Regions from separate parts of the Macaca mulatta genome. Here region 2 is linked to region 1. Evidence: chromatin contacts called from public Hi-C data. All regions are on one chromosome and are shown on one strand. The core of a region is the stretch at or near the end of the contact, and the rest is flanking DNA. Distances in the headings are between cores, read along the strand shown. Region 1 holds the start of APEH (acylaminoacyl-peptide hydrolase). Region 2 holds the start of AMIGO3 (adhesion molecule with Ig like domain 3).

Evidence for each region. A called contact is a pair of places that touch in the nucleus more often than the background predicts.
Region 2: a contact with region 1 is called in a Hi-C map of fetal cortex germinal zone, with 2.0 times the contacts expected there. The contact joins the promoter of AMIGO3 here to the promoter of APEH in region 1. A contact is called at or near these places in 2 of 14 Hi-C or Micro-C datasets (blood and fetal cortex germinal zone).

What each region holds. Positions count from the first base shown.
Region 1 is chr2:113,134,519-113,141,119 of T2T-MMU8v2.0, reverse strand. APEH (acylaminoacyl-peptide hydrolase) reads right to left here and starts at 3,617. Exons shown (of 22, transcript NM_001261735.1): 1 at 3,571-3,617; 2 at 3,363-3,495; 3 at 2,682-2,808; 4 at 2,215-2,308; 5 at 2,036-2,111; 6 at 1,782-1,945; 7 at 1,486-1,623; 8 at 1,301-1,392; 9 at 1,184-1,224; 10 at 977-1,098; 11 at 77-137. The coding sequence starts at 3,582. BSN (bassoon presynaptic cytomatrix protein) reads right to left here. Exons shown (of 13, transcript XM_077992567.1): 13 at 6,377-6,601.
Region 2 is chr2:113,181,353-113,187,953 of T2T-MMU8v2.0, reverse strand. It overlaps AMIGO3 (adhesion molecule with Ig like domain 3), which reads left to right and starts at 2,849. Exons shown (of 1, transcript XM_001107400.5): 1 at 2,849-5,473. The coding sequence starts at 2,849. The coding sequence ends at 4,363. RNF123 (ring finger protein 123) reads right to left here. Exons shown (of 39, transcript XM_077992634.1): 33 at 6,314-6,502; 34 at 6,140-6,215; 35 at 5,825-5,909; 36 at 1,677-1,819; 37 at 1,438-1,532; 38 at 1,227-1,312; 39 at 793-1,147. The coding sequence ends at 1,036. It overlaps GMPPB (GDP-mannose pyrophosphorylase B), which reads left to right. Exons shown (of 9, transcript NM_001265981.1): 7 at 1-92; 8 at 176-358; 9 at 440-791. The coding sequence ends at 571.

The DNA of each region.
Region 1 (6,601 bases), core at 2,368-4,867:
CGGGGCGGGATGCAACAGATGGCAGGAAAGCAGAGCTACAGGCCCCACTGCACCCACCCAGCCAGGTATGCCTTACCTCCCAGCTGCCGAGGCACAATGTCTACCACCACTGAGGTAACCTTGGTATACCAGTCATACTGCAAGAGAACACAATGGTCAGGCCCAGTAGGGGACAGGCAGTTCCCTTCGGGCACAGTGCCCCGTGCCTATCCCCTTTTGCCTCAGGTAGCCCCAGGGGAGGAGGGAACTGGAATAAGCCTGATATATCTCTTTTCTGGTGACCTGGACCAGATGCCCAAGGGGCCTCAGATAGGCATGTCCCTCTGACTTTTTTTTTTTTTTTTTTTTTTTTTTTTTTTTGAGACGGAGTCTCGCTCTGTCACCCAGGCTGGAGTGCAGTGGCCGGATCTCAACTCACTGCAAGCTCCGCCTCCCGGGTTCACGCCATTCTCCTGCCTCAGCCTCCCGAGTAGCTGGGACTACAGGCGCCTGCCACCTCGCCCGGCTAAGTTTTTGTATTTTTAGTAGAGACGGGGTTTCACTGTGTTACCCAGGATGGTCTCGATCTCCTGACCTCGTGATCCGCCCGTCTCGGCCTCCCAAAGTGCTGGGATTACAGGCTTGAGCCACCGCGCCCGGCCGTCCCTCTGACTTTTACTAGGGGCTCAGAGCTCTTCCTGGGGAGGGTCTGGGATTGTGTAACTCCCCACTATATCCCAGCCCCTTGCAGAGCCTGGTTACATGCAGTTGAGAGCCAAGGGGAGGAGCATTCTTGCAGTGCAAAGCTCTCCATGGCAGCACTCTCAACCTCTAGGCCCTGCCTTGAGAGGACAGGCAGAACTCACACTGCTGCTGCACTGAGGACAGAAGGGCACCTACTGAGGGCCCATGGGGAGATGATGCTGGCCCTTCAGCTCTCATCCACCATACCATCTTCTTGCTGACCATCCTCCCATCCCCGCCACCTCCAGCTCACCAGGCACAGCTGGCTGCACTGATGATGGGGGATCAGAGATGGGTACTGCAGGTAGACAATGCGACATTGGTCTGGGCTCAGCCGGGGAGAAGAGACAGCCAGGGAATCATCTGAGAGGAGCTCTGGGCCAGATGGAAACAAGAGCATCACGCAGGCTGGCAGGGCCAACATGTGTCAGCAAAGCACAGGTGGGCATCAGCCACTTACCACACTTCCCCCCGATGAGGTCCACATAGTACAGGGCTGACCTGGAACCGCGAGACAGACATTCAGTCTCAAGGCCAGCTGGGCTGCAAGGTCCCTTGCCTTGCCCCACTCCCTCACCTGCGATTGGTGCAAAAGCGGATGCCCAACCGGAAGGGCTCATGCCACCAGCCCACAAACACCACACCAGCATCTCCAGGGGCCCAGAATGCCTGCAAACAAGATCACAGGGCAGAAGTGAACAAGGGATGGTAGCTGAAGAAGGGCCCCAGACTCCAGGAGGGACATAGGCTGTTGCTGCTGACCTGTCCAGGGGACACATTCTCAGGGACCCCCTCAAGCACAGAGATGTTGCCACTCTCGACATCCAGCACGCAGAGCACAGGGATGCTTTTGGAAACCATGTTTTCTCCCCAGTCTTCGTAAAACACAAACTGATCCCCCTGAGAACACAAGATACTCAATGCCCAGCCTGTCTATAGGACCTGCTCTGCTTCCTAGAAGCTAGTGCCTCCCCAGGTCTGACAAGCACAGTATGGGAAGGGAGCACACTGAGCCCCAGGGCTGCCCTGCTGGGCCTTCGTGGATTGACCACGAGCACCTTGATGGGTTGGTCTGGCTTCTTCAGCCTGGCTATCTCATCATCGCTGGCACTGACGTCCAAGGCTTTGGTCTGAAAGAAGGACTCGGCCTTGGGGCGCTTCCTCTCTGCCACATACAACAAGTGTGTCTCCGAGTGCGACCAGGACAGGCAGCCAAAACAGTCTGGGTGCAGGGAGGGCCAATCAGGGGGGGGCCCAGGGCTACGGCTACCCCTCCTGTCCACCCTGCCTGCTCACCAGCCAGATGCCTCACCATCCTCATAAACAGGCCCATGTTTCTCCAGCACTGATAGGTTGAAACTCTTGAGCTTCCGGTTCTTCTCCCAGACCTGAGGACATCTGGGCATTAGGCTGTTTGCCCGCTAACAGAGCCTTATCTGTGGGGCAGAGCCTCTCTCTAGTCACCCACTACCTGGTCCCATGTAGACTCACCTCCAGGAACTGCTTCTCTTCCCCAGGGCCCGTGCCTCCAGCCTTGCGCAGCACAGCTTTCATGCTGCCTGAAGGAGACTCTCTGCTCAGCAGTCTGTGGACATGGGGTAGCACAGGTCAGGAGTATCTTGCAATAACCCCTTCCTGCTCCCTTACTGGGCACCACCTCTTAGGAGAGATTCTTGAGGCTCTGGCCCCACACCAGCTTCTGGAGTACCTTGCCTTTCCTCCCTGAGGCAGAGACTCTACTCTCCCCAGCTCCCCCAGGCCACCACAGGCTCTAGTCCAGGTGAGTTTGGAGCAAGCCTCCGTTGCTTATCAGGCCATGTCACCAGAAACTGAATGAGCTCCCAAGGGGGCAAGAATCTGGCTCCTGGTCTCCCTTCTAGGCACATGGTGGGCATTCACAAAAGACTTGCATTGCAGACGCTGTGGCCTTGCTCACAAGATTCCTTCCTCAAACTTACTCCCCCCGGGTCTCCACACTGTTGCCTGCAGGTCCGGCAAACACCACTGAGTCCCCGTCATGGAACACCAGGTATTGGCGGCAGAATCGAATGTTCTCCATGCGTTCCAGGTCCCTCTGGGTCCACTCTGTGAGGGGAGGCATGAGGCTGCTCACCTTGTCTTGGCTACTCCTGGCTACTGCCCCCCAGCCCACCTGACCCAGGAAGGCCTAGATCTTCCTCAGTCTCTCAATCTGTCTCCAGACACTGACACCCTGGCTGCGGGCTGGACAACACTTGTCCACAACCCTAGTCCAGGCCTCCAGAGCCTGAGCTGACAGCCTCTTTGAGAGAACCCCCTAGTAACCCCAGCACCCACCCTGGAATCTTGAGGGCAGCCTGGCATGTGTATGGGATGGAGTGTTGGCGGAGCACCCTACAAAGTCCACGCCCTGAACCCAGGTTTGAATTCTACCCCTACACCATCATCTCGTGCACTCATGGGCACCATCCGATAACGCCCCGCACGCCCCCGCCTCCCCACACACCTGTGTGCAGGGACCTGTGGGAGTGTATCCTCCAAGTACAGGCCGGCTCCCCATACACCCTTACACACTGTCAAGCAGCGAGCCCTCCACACCCGCTTCCTTCCCACCCCAGTGCGCGACCCCGTCGCCAGCCAGTTCCCCTTCGCACACACACCAGTGTGCACCGTCCGGTACTGGCCGCCGTACTGTGTGGTGACCTCCGGGCCCAGGCAGGCGGCGCTCAGCGCGGGCTGGCGGCTAAGGCCCCGATACAGAGCCGCCGCCTCCTCGGGCTCGCTCAGCAGCACCTGCGCAGGGGACACACCAGGGTCAGGCCCGGTCCGGGCTGCAGGGACCACGGGGACCGCGGGCCGAGCCCTCACCTGACGTTCCATAGTCTCCTCTCTGCCGCCTGGGCGAGGCGGGGCGGGGGGGTGCTCGCGCCCGGAAGTGAGGCTTCCGGGGGCGGAGCCTGGGACCGCCCGGGCTGTCTCCGCCCCTGCCCTGCGGCAATCTGGGAGGGGGGGCTTTCGGCGAATAGGCGAGAACCGTTGGCAAGGGGCGGGCCTTGACGGTGAGAGGACCCGGCCTGGCAGCGAGAAGTCCCGGGTGGAGAGAGCAGGGGCGTCGAGAGGAGGAGCTGGCCTTCCAGGGGCGGACTAGTCAAGTGGGGGGCGGGGCCGTGGGGCGAGGCGTTGGATCTCGGAGGAGAGAGGGCGGGCCTGTGGAAGCGGAACCCGGGAGCCGGGCTTCGGGGGGGGTAGAAGGGCCTACGAGAGAAGCGGGTGAGACAGGACTGCGAGGCGGAAGCAGCGCGGTCGGACGGGCATGGCCCGAGCACCTGAAGGGCGAGGCCCGAGGGGAATGGGACCAATGAGTCTCTGAGGATGAAGGGCGAGGCGGGCGGGTCCAGAGTGGAGCCCCGCGAGGAATGAGGAGCCGGGAGCCCGTGAGGGTGAGGGCGGGGAGGGGGGAGCCGGCCGCATCGTGGATCTCCCGCGGCTCTGGGGCTGACTGTAGGGTTCCTTCGGGTCCACTACGAGCCGACATTCACTAGACAGTGCCAGGCCCTGCCCTGGAGGGACTCCCAGGCAGACGAAGAAGAGAAAGGCCAGAGTCCGGGCGGAGGGCGCAAAGCAAAGCCCTGGGGTGCGGGGCAGAGGGGCGAGTGCCAACTCTCAGGGTGCTGCCTGGGCTTATCAGTCACCAGGCCTGCCGCAAGAGCTATCTATCCCCGCAGCCTTTACCCACCCTTCTCAGTGGCTCCTTGTTGGGGACTGTGAGCCGGTGGGTTCCTTCCCCTCCTCCCTAGGCCTCAACCTGAGCTCTTGGGTGTGGGGACCCTGGTGGGCTCAGACTCCACCAAGGTCCAGGGAGCTTCCTGTGGAAAGAACCTAGGCAGGCAGGCTTCCTGTGCACGTGACACAGGATTGGCTGGGCTAAGGTGCCAGCAGAGATCAGGAGAGGCTGGACAGTAAGGATGTCCCCTCCATATACCTGAGTCTGGCTGGTCTTCCACATCAGGGCCCTGGCTCCCTGCTCCATGGTGTGCTTGTGATTGAGAGTCCACCTGTCTGGCCTGCAGCTTCCCCTTTCCCATCAGCCGCATCATTACTTACTCAAGATTACTAGTTAAGTTAAAAAAAAGAGTCCTGGCCGGCCGGGCGCACTGGCTCACGCCTGTAATCCCAGCACTTTGGGAGGCCAAGGCGGGCGGATCACGAGGTCAGGAGATAGAAATCATCCTGGCTAACATGGTGAAACCCCGTCTCTACTAAAAATACAAAAAATTAGCTGGGTGTGGTGGCAGGCGCCTGTAGTCCCAGCTACTCGGGAGGCTGAGGCAGGAGAATGGCGGGAACCTAGGAGGCGGAGCTTGCAGTGAGCCGAGAATCGTGCCACTGCACTCCAGCCTGGGTGACAGAGTGAGACTCTGTCTCAAAAAAAAAAAAAAAAAAAAGTTCCGGCCGGGCGCGGTGGCTCACGCCTATAATTCCAGCACTTTGGAGGGCCGAGGCGGGTGGATCACCTGAGGCCAGGAGTTCAAGACCAGCCTGGCCAACACGGTGAAATCCTGTCTCTACTAAAAATACAAAAATTAGTGGAGTGTGGTGGCATGCGCCTGTGATCCCAGCTACTTGGGAGGCTGAGGCAGGAGAATCTCTTGAACCTGGGAGGTGGAGGTTGCAATGAGCCGAGATCGTGCCATTGCACTCTAGCCTGGGCAACAAGAGTGAAACTCTGTCTCAAGGAAAAAAAAAAAGAGTACCAACTTTCTGACGCCACTGCATTTGTGAGTATGTACAGGACTGTATCAAGGCCAGAAACAGGAGTAGAACGAGTGGCCCCAGCCACCAGTTTGGGTGGAAAGATTGGAAACTAGGCTGTTCATCAAGCATTGTTTATGATAGGAACACTGGGAACATAGCACCTGTTCCTAAGGTTGTGTGTGGTAGACTGGCTACGAACTCATGTATCTCTCTGGAGGTTGAGCACTGGAAGACGAACATTTAAGTACCTGAAATAAACATGTGGAAATAAACAGAAAGCTAGAAAACAGGATATATTGCACCTTCTGGCTTCGGTTTAAAATGAAGACTGGAACAACAAACAGGAAAGAAGGACATGCATCAAGATGTTAACTCTGGGGAGAGGGCCAGAGGTGGAGCTGGGATTCTTGTTTATCTGTGTTAAAAAAAAAAAAAATCTAACAACTCTGGGTGACTTTGGTAAGGAGGTACTCCTGACCATCTGAGGAAGGCCTAAGGTCTGACAGCCAGCAAGAGTTTGGGGGTCGGAAAAATCAGAGAAAGGCAGAGAGGTGTAGGGCTTGTTGGCAGCACCAGGGGGCAGCATTTGTTCACTGCCTCCGTGGAACCACAGGAACACACAGAAAGCTGTGTGTGCAGCCAACACACCTAAAGGCCATGGAGGTGCTGTCCCTTAACAGCCTGCGCACTGACTGCCTGCTCCAGGTCCAAGCTTGGGACCTCCCCTTGGGCACCTTTGTGGAGGGCCCAGTGTCTTTGGATGGCTTGGTGTGGACTCAGCCCCATGCTGTGCCAGCACTTCTGCAACTCTGTCCATCCTTTTCCCTTTAACCATGGACAGGATTGTCGCAAATTTGGGGATTTGCTCCTTCAGCTAAGCCTTCCCACTTGAGAAAGCATTCCAGAAACAGTCTGTAGATTGTTTATATCAAGTCCTTTTATTCTGATACCACAGAATTACCTTGTCACAATACAGGGGGAGGGACACTGAAGTACCACGAGTTCTCACAGAGCACAGGAGGACAGCACACAATTCACAAGGTCATGTGGAGGACTCGGGTCATTGCACTTACAACTGTAAACTTGTTTGTTTGACTTTGTACAGCACTCTTCCCCCCTCAAATAAAGAAGGAGAGAAGGAAAG
Region 2 (6,601 bases), core at 1,600-4,099, 48 kb before region 1:
TCACTGGCATGTGCCTCTTCCTGCAGTCACTGAGGCAGAAGCACCCTGAGCGGTTGTACTCAGGCCCTGGCATTGTGGGCAACGTGCTGGTGGTGAGGCCCTTGCCCAGCCCATCATTAACCCCCTCAGTCTTGGGAGACAAGTGGCCCACTTGTATTTTTCCCACCACTCTCAGGACCCAAGTGCCCGCATTGGCCAGAACTGCAGCATTGGCCCCAATGTGAGCCTGGGACCTGGCGTGGTGGTCGAAGATGGTGTGTGTATCCGGCGGTGCACGGTGCTGCGGGATGCCCGGATCCGCTCCCATTCATGGCTTGAGTCCTGCATTGTGGGCTGGCGCTGCCGTGTGGGCCAGTGGGTAAGCCTGTGGGCTGGGCCAGGTGGGGAGAGGGGCGGGGAGTGTGCCTGTCTCCCTGACAAGGCCTATCCTCTCCTGGAGGTTCGCATGGAGAACGTGACAGTGCTGGGTGAGGACGTCATAGTTAACGATGAGCTCTACCTCAACGGAGCCAGCGTGCTGCCCCACAAGTCTATTGGCGAGTCAGTGCCAGAGCCTCGTATCATCATGTAAGGGGATGCAGTGGGGCTGGCCAAGCCCCGGTTTTCCCATCAGCAAGGGGAGAGTGCTGGCCTGACACATCAGAAGACCCTGGACTTGTTATCTGTCTGGGGGGCACTGGGTGAAGCTGAAGCTGTTGGACACCTGCCTTCTCATGTGGACATCATCTGGCAGGATCCCTGCTGGGCACACCCCACAAACCCTACTCCCTCAAGAAGGGCCAGGGCCAGGGCTGTATGGAATAATAATTTAATGCTGACTGTGGCCCTGACTGAGAGTCAAGCTCAGGCACAATTAGGGCCATGGCTGGGCTCCCACCAATGAGGATACAGGCAGGCAAGGAGGTTGAATGTGGTGGTGGTGGCGGTTGCGGGGGGGGGCAGATACAGGAGAAGGGCAAAGGGAGCTCATAAATAGGGCCCAGCCTGGCTCTGGGTTCCAGGGTGGAGGTTCCAGGATGGCACAGGCTGTGAGGCCTAGGCAGCTGAGGAGGTAGTACTCGTATTGGCCCAGTCCTCTACAGACACGATGGTGGCTTTGCAGAAGAAGCAGTCCTTGTTGTTCATCAGGTGCTGGTTGATGCAGGCTCTACAACAGGGGAGGGGATGAGGACTGCCCTGCATGTATCTACTGCTCTCCCCACTACCAAGCTGTGGGGACCACTTACTTGCACGACTTGTGGCCACAGGGCTGGAACACAGCAGAGATGGGGTGGGCATAGCAGATGGGGCAGAGGTCCTCCTCACTGGTGGGCTGCAGGGAGGAGAGTGAAGGGTGGGCTGGAGTTGGATGCCTGGCTGTGTGGATGTCTGCTGTGCCTATGTAGGAGTGCACACATATTCAAGTGGCATGGACCTGTGCACCATGGTCCCACTCACCAGAGAGGCAGCTGCTGCCTGGGCAGATGCAGAGGTCAGGTGTGCCAGCATCTGTTCCACTTGGGCCAGCTCATCGGCACTGATATAATCCGCATCTGGGGAGTGGTAGGTAGTGTCAAGTCAGGTAGATGAGGATGTCATGCCTTTTAAATATTCCCAGCCTAGGACTTTGCTGTTCTTAAGGTTCCTGACCCGATCCAGCCCCAGATCTCCCTGACCCCCCCCACCAGCCCACTCACAGCTCTGCAGGGAGAAGCGCTTCCGATCAGGGGCTGGCAGGGCAGTGCCAGGTGCTGGGGGCTCTGGCTGTCCCAGGAGATAGCATATTGAGCGTAGCTGGAAGCAGGGATCTGCCAGGAGTACTGATGTGGCTCGCTCTCTCCTAGGTAGGGGATGGTGCAAGGGCAGTCAGAAGGCTTGGGGCCTGGCTAAAAGTAGTCTCTATTGGGATTGCCAATGAGGAGTGCCACGGCTTGTACATAATCACCGCCCCCCTGCATCCTTTCCGTCTCCCTGCTTCCCAAGCCCCAAGTCCTGTATTCTAGTAAGGTGCCACACAGCCTGGGGTCTGAGAGGGAGTCTGGCCCTGTTGCCCAGGCTGGAGTGCGATGGCGCGATCTAGGCTCACTGCAACTTCTACCTCCTGGGTTCAAGTGATTCTCCTGCCTCAGCCCCCGGAGTAGCTGGTATTACAGGCGCCCACCACTACGCCCGGCTAATTGTTGTATTTTTAGCACAGACGAGGTTTCACCAGGTTGGCCAGGGTGGTCTCGAATTCCTGACCTCAGGTGATTCACCCGCCTCGGCTTCCAAAAGTGCTGGGATTACAGGCGTGAGCCACCGCACCCGGCCTGGGGTACCACTTTAAGAGGGCTCAGGGGAGCCACCTTAAGAGAGTCCATCTGCCCCATAATATATCACTCAAATAAGTCATTTCTAATAAACACTAACAGCAGCTTGGAGACATTCTTCCAGACTCCCCCTTTTACTCCTCGAGGAAAAAGGAGCGGCGGAGAGCTGCCAGCCAAAGGCAGACTGGGGCTTTGGGGTTGGGCTCACTCCTCATCTGGCGGTCATGTGGGGCCATTGGGCACTAGGGGATGCAGCCGCCCCGCCTCCTCAAACGGGAGCCAATAGGAGCCCGAGCCCCGCCCCTGGGGGAGTATTTAGGAGCCGATCAGGAACTCGCTTGGAGAGGGCTCGGGAAGCCGAAGGGAGCACGGAGAGAAGTGCAGCCCCGCCTCACAACCTGGGAACCGCACAGTAGGGGCCGTCGGCCGGCCAGAACCCGCCGTGCCTCCTCGGCAAGGGCCATCCGGTGCCACCCATGTCGCACTAGAGCAGAAGTGGGTGAGTCCTGGAACTGCGACCTGCACAGAGCTGCTCTGTCCTGTCCCTGGTGGTCGCCGCCATGACCTGGCTGATGCTGCTGGGGGCACTGCTCTGCATGCTGTGCGTTGGGTTAGGCACCCCGGACTCCGAGGGTTTCCCGCCCCGTACGCCCCACAACTGCCCCCACAAATGTATCTGCGCTGCCGACCTGCTAAGCTGCACTGGCCTAGGGCTGCAGGATGTGCCGGCCGAGTTACCTGCCGCTACTGCGGACCTCGACCTGAGCCACAACGCGCTCCAGCGCCTGCGCCCCGGCTGGTTGGCGCCCCTCTTCCAGCTGCGCGCCCTGCATCTAGGCCACAACGAACTAGAAGCGCTGGGTCTCGGCGTCTTCGCCAACGCCAGCGGCCTGAGGCTACTCGATCTATCATCTAACGCGTTGCGGGCGCTTGGCCGCCATGACCTCGACGGGCTGGGGGCGCTGGAGAAGCTGCTTCTGTTCAATAACCGCTTGGTGCACTTGGACGAGCATGCCTTCCACGGCCTGAGCGCGCTCAGCCATCTCTACCTGGGCTGCAACGAACTTGCCTCGTTCTCTTTCGACCACCTGCACGGTCTGAGCGCCACCCACCTGCTTACTCTGGACCTCTCCTCCAACCGGCTGGGACACATCTCTGTACCTGAGCTGGCCGCGCTGCCGGCCTTCCTCAAGAACGGCCTCTACTTGCACAACAACCCATTACCCTGCGACTGCCGCCTCTACCACCTGCTACAGCGCTGGCACCAGCGGGGCCTGAGCGCCGTGCGCGATTTTGCGCGCGAGTACATATGCTTGGCCTTCAAGGTACCCGCGTCCCGTGTGCGCTTCTTCCAGCACAGCCGCGTCTTTGAGAACTGCTCATCGGCCCCAGCTCTTGGCCTAGAGCGGCCGGAAGAGCACCTGTACGCGCTGGTGGGTCGGTCCTTAAGGCTTTACTGCAACACCAGCGTCCCGGCCATGCGCATTGCCTGGGTTTCGCCGCAGCAGGAGCTTCTCAGGGCGCCAGGATCCCGCGATGGCAGCATCGCTGTGCTGGCCGACGGCAGCTTGGCCATAGGCAACGTGCAGGAGCAGCATGCCGGACTCTTCGTGTGCCTGGCCACTGGGCCCCGCCTGCACCACAACCAGACGCACGAGTACAACGTGAGCGTGCACTTCCCGCGCCCAGAGCCCGAGGCTTTCAACACAGGCTTCACCACACTGCTGGGCTGCGCTGTGGGCCTGGTGCTCGTGCTGCTCTACCTGTTCGCACCACCCTGCTGCTGCTGCCGCCGTGCCTGCCGCTGCCGCCGCTGGCCCCGAACACCCAGCCCTCTCCACGAGCTGAGCGCACAGTCCTCAGTACTCAGCACCACACCGCCAGACGCACCCAGCCGCAAGGCCAGCGTCCACAAGCACGTAGTCTTTCTGGAGCCAGGCCGGAGGGGCCTCAATGGCCGCGTGCAGCTGGCAGTAGCTGAGGAATTTGATCTCTGCAACCCTGGAGACTTGCAGCTGAAGGCTGGCTCTGAGTCCGCTAGCTCCATAGGCTCCGAGGGTCCCATGACGACCTAGACTGCCCAGGGCCACCACCCAGGCCCCCACCCTCTTGCTGCTCGCCCTGCTGTCTGCTTCGGTCCAGAGAACTGGCAGATGCTGGTGGGAAGCACTGTGCCTGGCCCCCCAGCTTCCTGTATGGGCCTCGAAACACAATGGGCTTTCTCACTCACTGGTAGAGACAGGCGTCGTAGTCCCCAACCTGCCTTCTGCTCTGCCCCTGCACAGGACCCAAAGGCCCCAGGCCCTGCAAGCTGTGCTAGTGCCTGCTTTCCCGGGGACTTCCTAGTGCCCAAATGCCCTGTGAGCCTGAGAGACCCAGGCCCCTGTGGCTTTCAACACAGCACAGCCGTGGAAGTAGCTGTGTTCTTCTACAGCCTGTGGAAGAACCCCTGTAGCAGAGCCCCCTGTCCACCCTCAGGGGCCGAGGCAGCTCTCCAGGAGTGGTGCTGAAGAGCTGACGCAGGGTCATCTCCCCTTCCCAAGGCGGTGGGAGGGAGTGGGCCCACAGGGAAAAGACGACGGCTCTGAAGGAAGATGTCGCCCACACCCCAGGACAGAAAGAGGAAACAAGCCCGCCCTCTGGTGAAATGGGACTCCCTCCCAACCGCCTGAAAGCTTCACAGATTCACGCAGAGTCCAGTGGGCAGGAACTAGGCAGGAAAGGCTCCTCAAGAGACTCCTGGGGGGGCTGGCCTAAGCCCCAGTCAGAGGCCCTGCTCTCTCTGGCCCGGGGCATCCAGCTGTTGTTCTGAAGGCACAGCCCATTCCGTGGGCTTACAAGACACAGTGAAGGGGATCATGGCCTGCGCCCCTGCTTTTCAGCAGTAAAAAGCCCAAAAAGCCTGGAGAGCATGGCCAAGTTGGGAGGGCCGAGCCGGAACTCCATGTCCCTCGAGAGCAGGGGCCTCTTAAGGGCTGGCACTGGTCTCAGCCTAATGGCTGAGGCGGTGCCCTGGCTTCACATGCATCTCACTGCTCCCACTGCGGGAGGGCAGGGAATGGGTGTCTGGGAGCCCTTCATGTGTAGGGCCGAGCTGGGGGCCCCCATGGCCATCCTGGGCCCCACTGCTCCAGAGTTTCTTAATAAAGGCAGCACGTGCTTATTGCTGGAGCCTTTGCAGACAATGGCGGTCCTGTGTGTGTTCAGCTCTCCCGGCGGCCTGGCCCTGTCCACCACAGGATGACACACCTTCCGGAGTCCTGCCTCCCATGCCCGGCCTGAGGCATGGCCACAAACCAGTGGCTCTGTGGGCCAGGGCCACCTGTCCTGCTGGGGTCCCAGATTCTTCTACTTAGAGAAGCTCCCTCTGACCCCTATTTAGGCCGTTCACACCTCACTACCTTCCCTCTGCCTCAAAACCTGATACTGAGGTCCATTTTCCAGATGAGGAAACTGAGGTACCAGGAGGCCCTGTCCAGCCCCTTCTCACCAGACACACCCAGCTCCCACAGGGGCCCACGGTCCCAAACACTCACTCTGAGGCTGGGCCACGCACCAGGAGCTGCACCAGGATGCCCGTCACTGCCACCAGAATGGGGTAGTGGTCCACGCTCTCTAAGCCTGAGGGGAAGGGGAAGAAGGACATGAGCCACCCACACACTCCTGCTGCAAGGACTCCGGGCCTGACACGGTCCACCCTGCCCACTGCCCTCCCTACAGAAGGGTGAGCCAAGGCTGCAGAGCGCCAAGCCTGGCTGTCCGGGGGCAGAATGTGGAATTGGGCATCACTGTTCCTAGCAGAGGAACCAAGGCCTGTAGTGTGTTGGGGTGCAGGGCATCTAGGTCCTCACCAGGCAGCCGTAGGGTGACCACACGATCAAACAGGTTCCTCTCAGCTGTCACTCGGTTCAGCACCTGGTTTAGCAGCTGTGAGGGGAGCAGGAGTCCATTGGTGGATGGGGAGCGCCACCACTGATGAAAGGGGCATTCCGAGGGTCCCACCCTTGCTGCCCAGATGGCCACACCTGTGCAAGACGCCGCAGCAGCATCTCGGAGGTAGGCCGGGTCCAGTCAAGGAATATCTCAGGCACCAGTGTGATAGTCATCTCCAAGACACGCAGCAGGCTGACTGAGAGGTCAAAGCAGGTGGCACATACCTTGAGCTGCCGACTGTCCACAAAGTTCCGCTCCAGGCGCTCAGCAGCCTGCTGGATCTGATCCACCAACACGTGGACATGCAGCGGTCAGCACCTGGCTCTAGCCCGGGACCAGGCCTCATCCCCTGCACCACCCTAACCCACGAGGCTGCACCA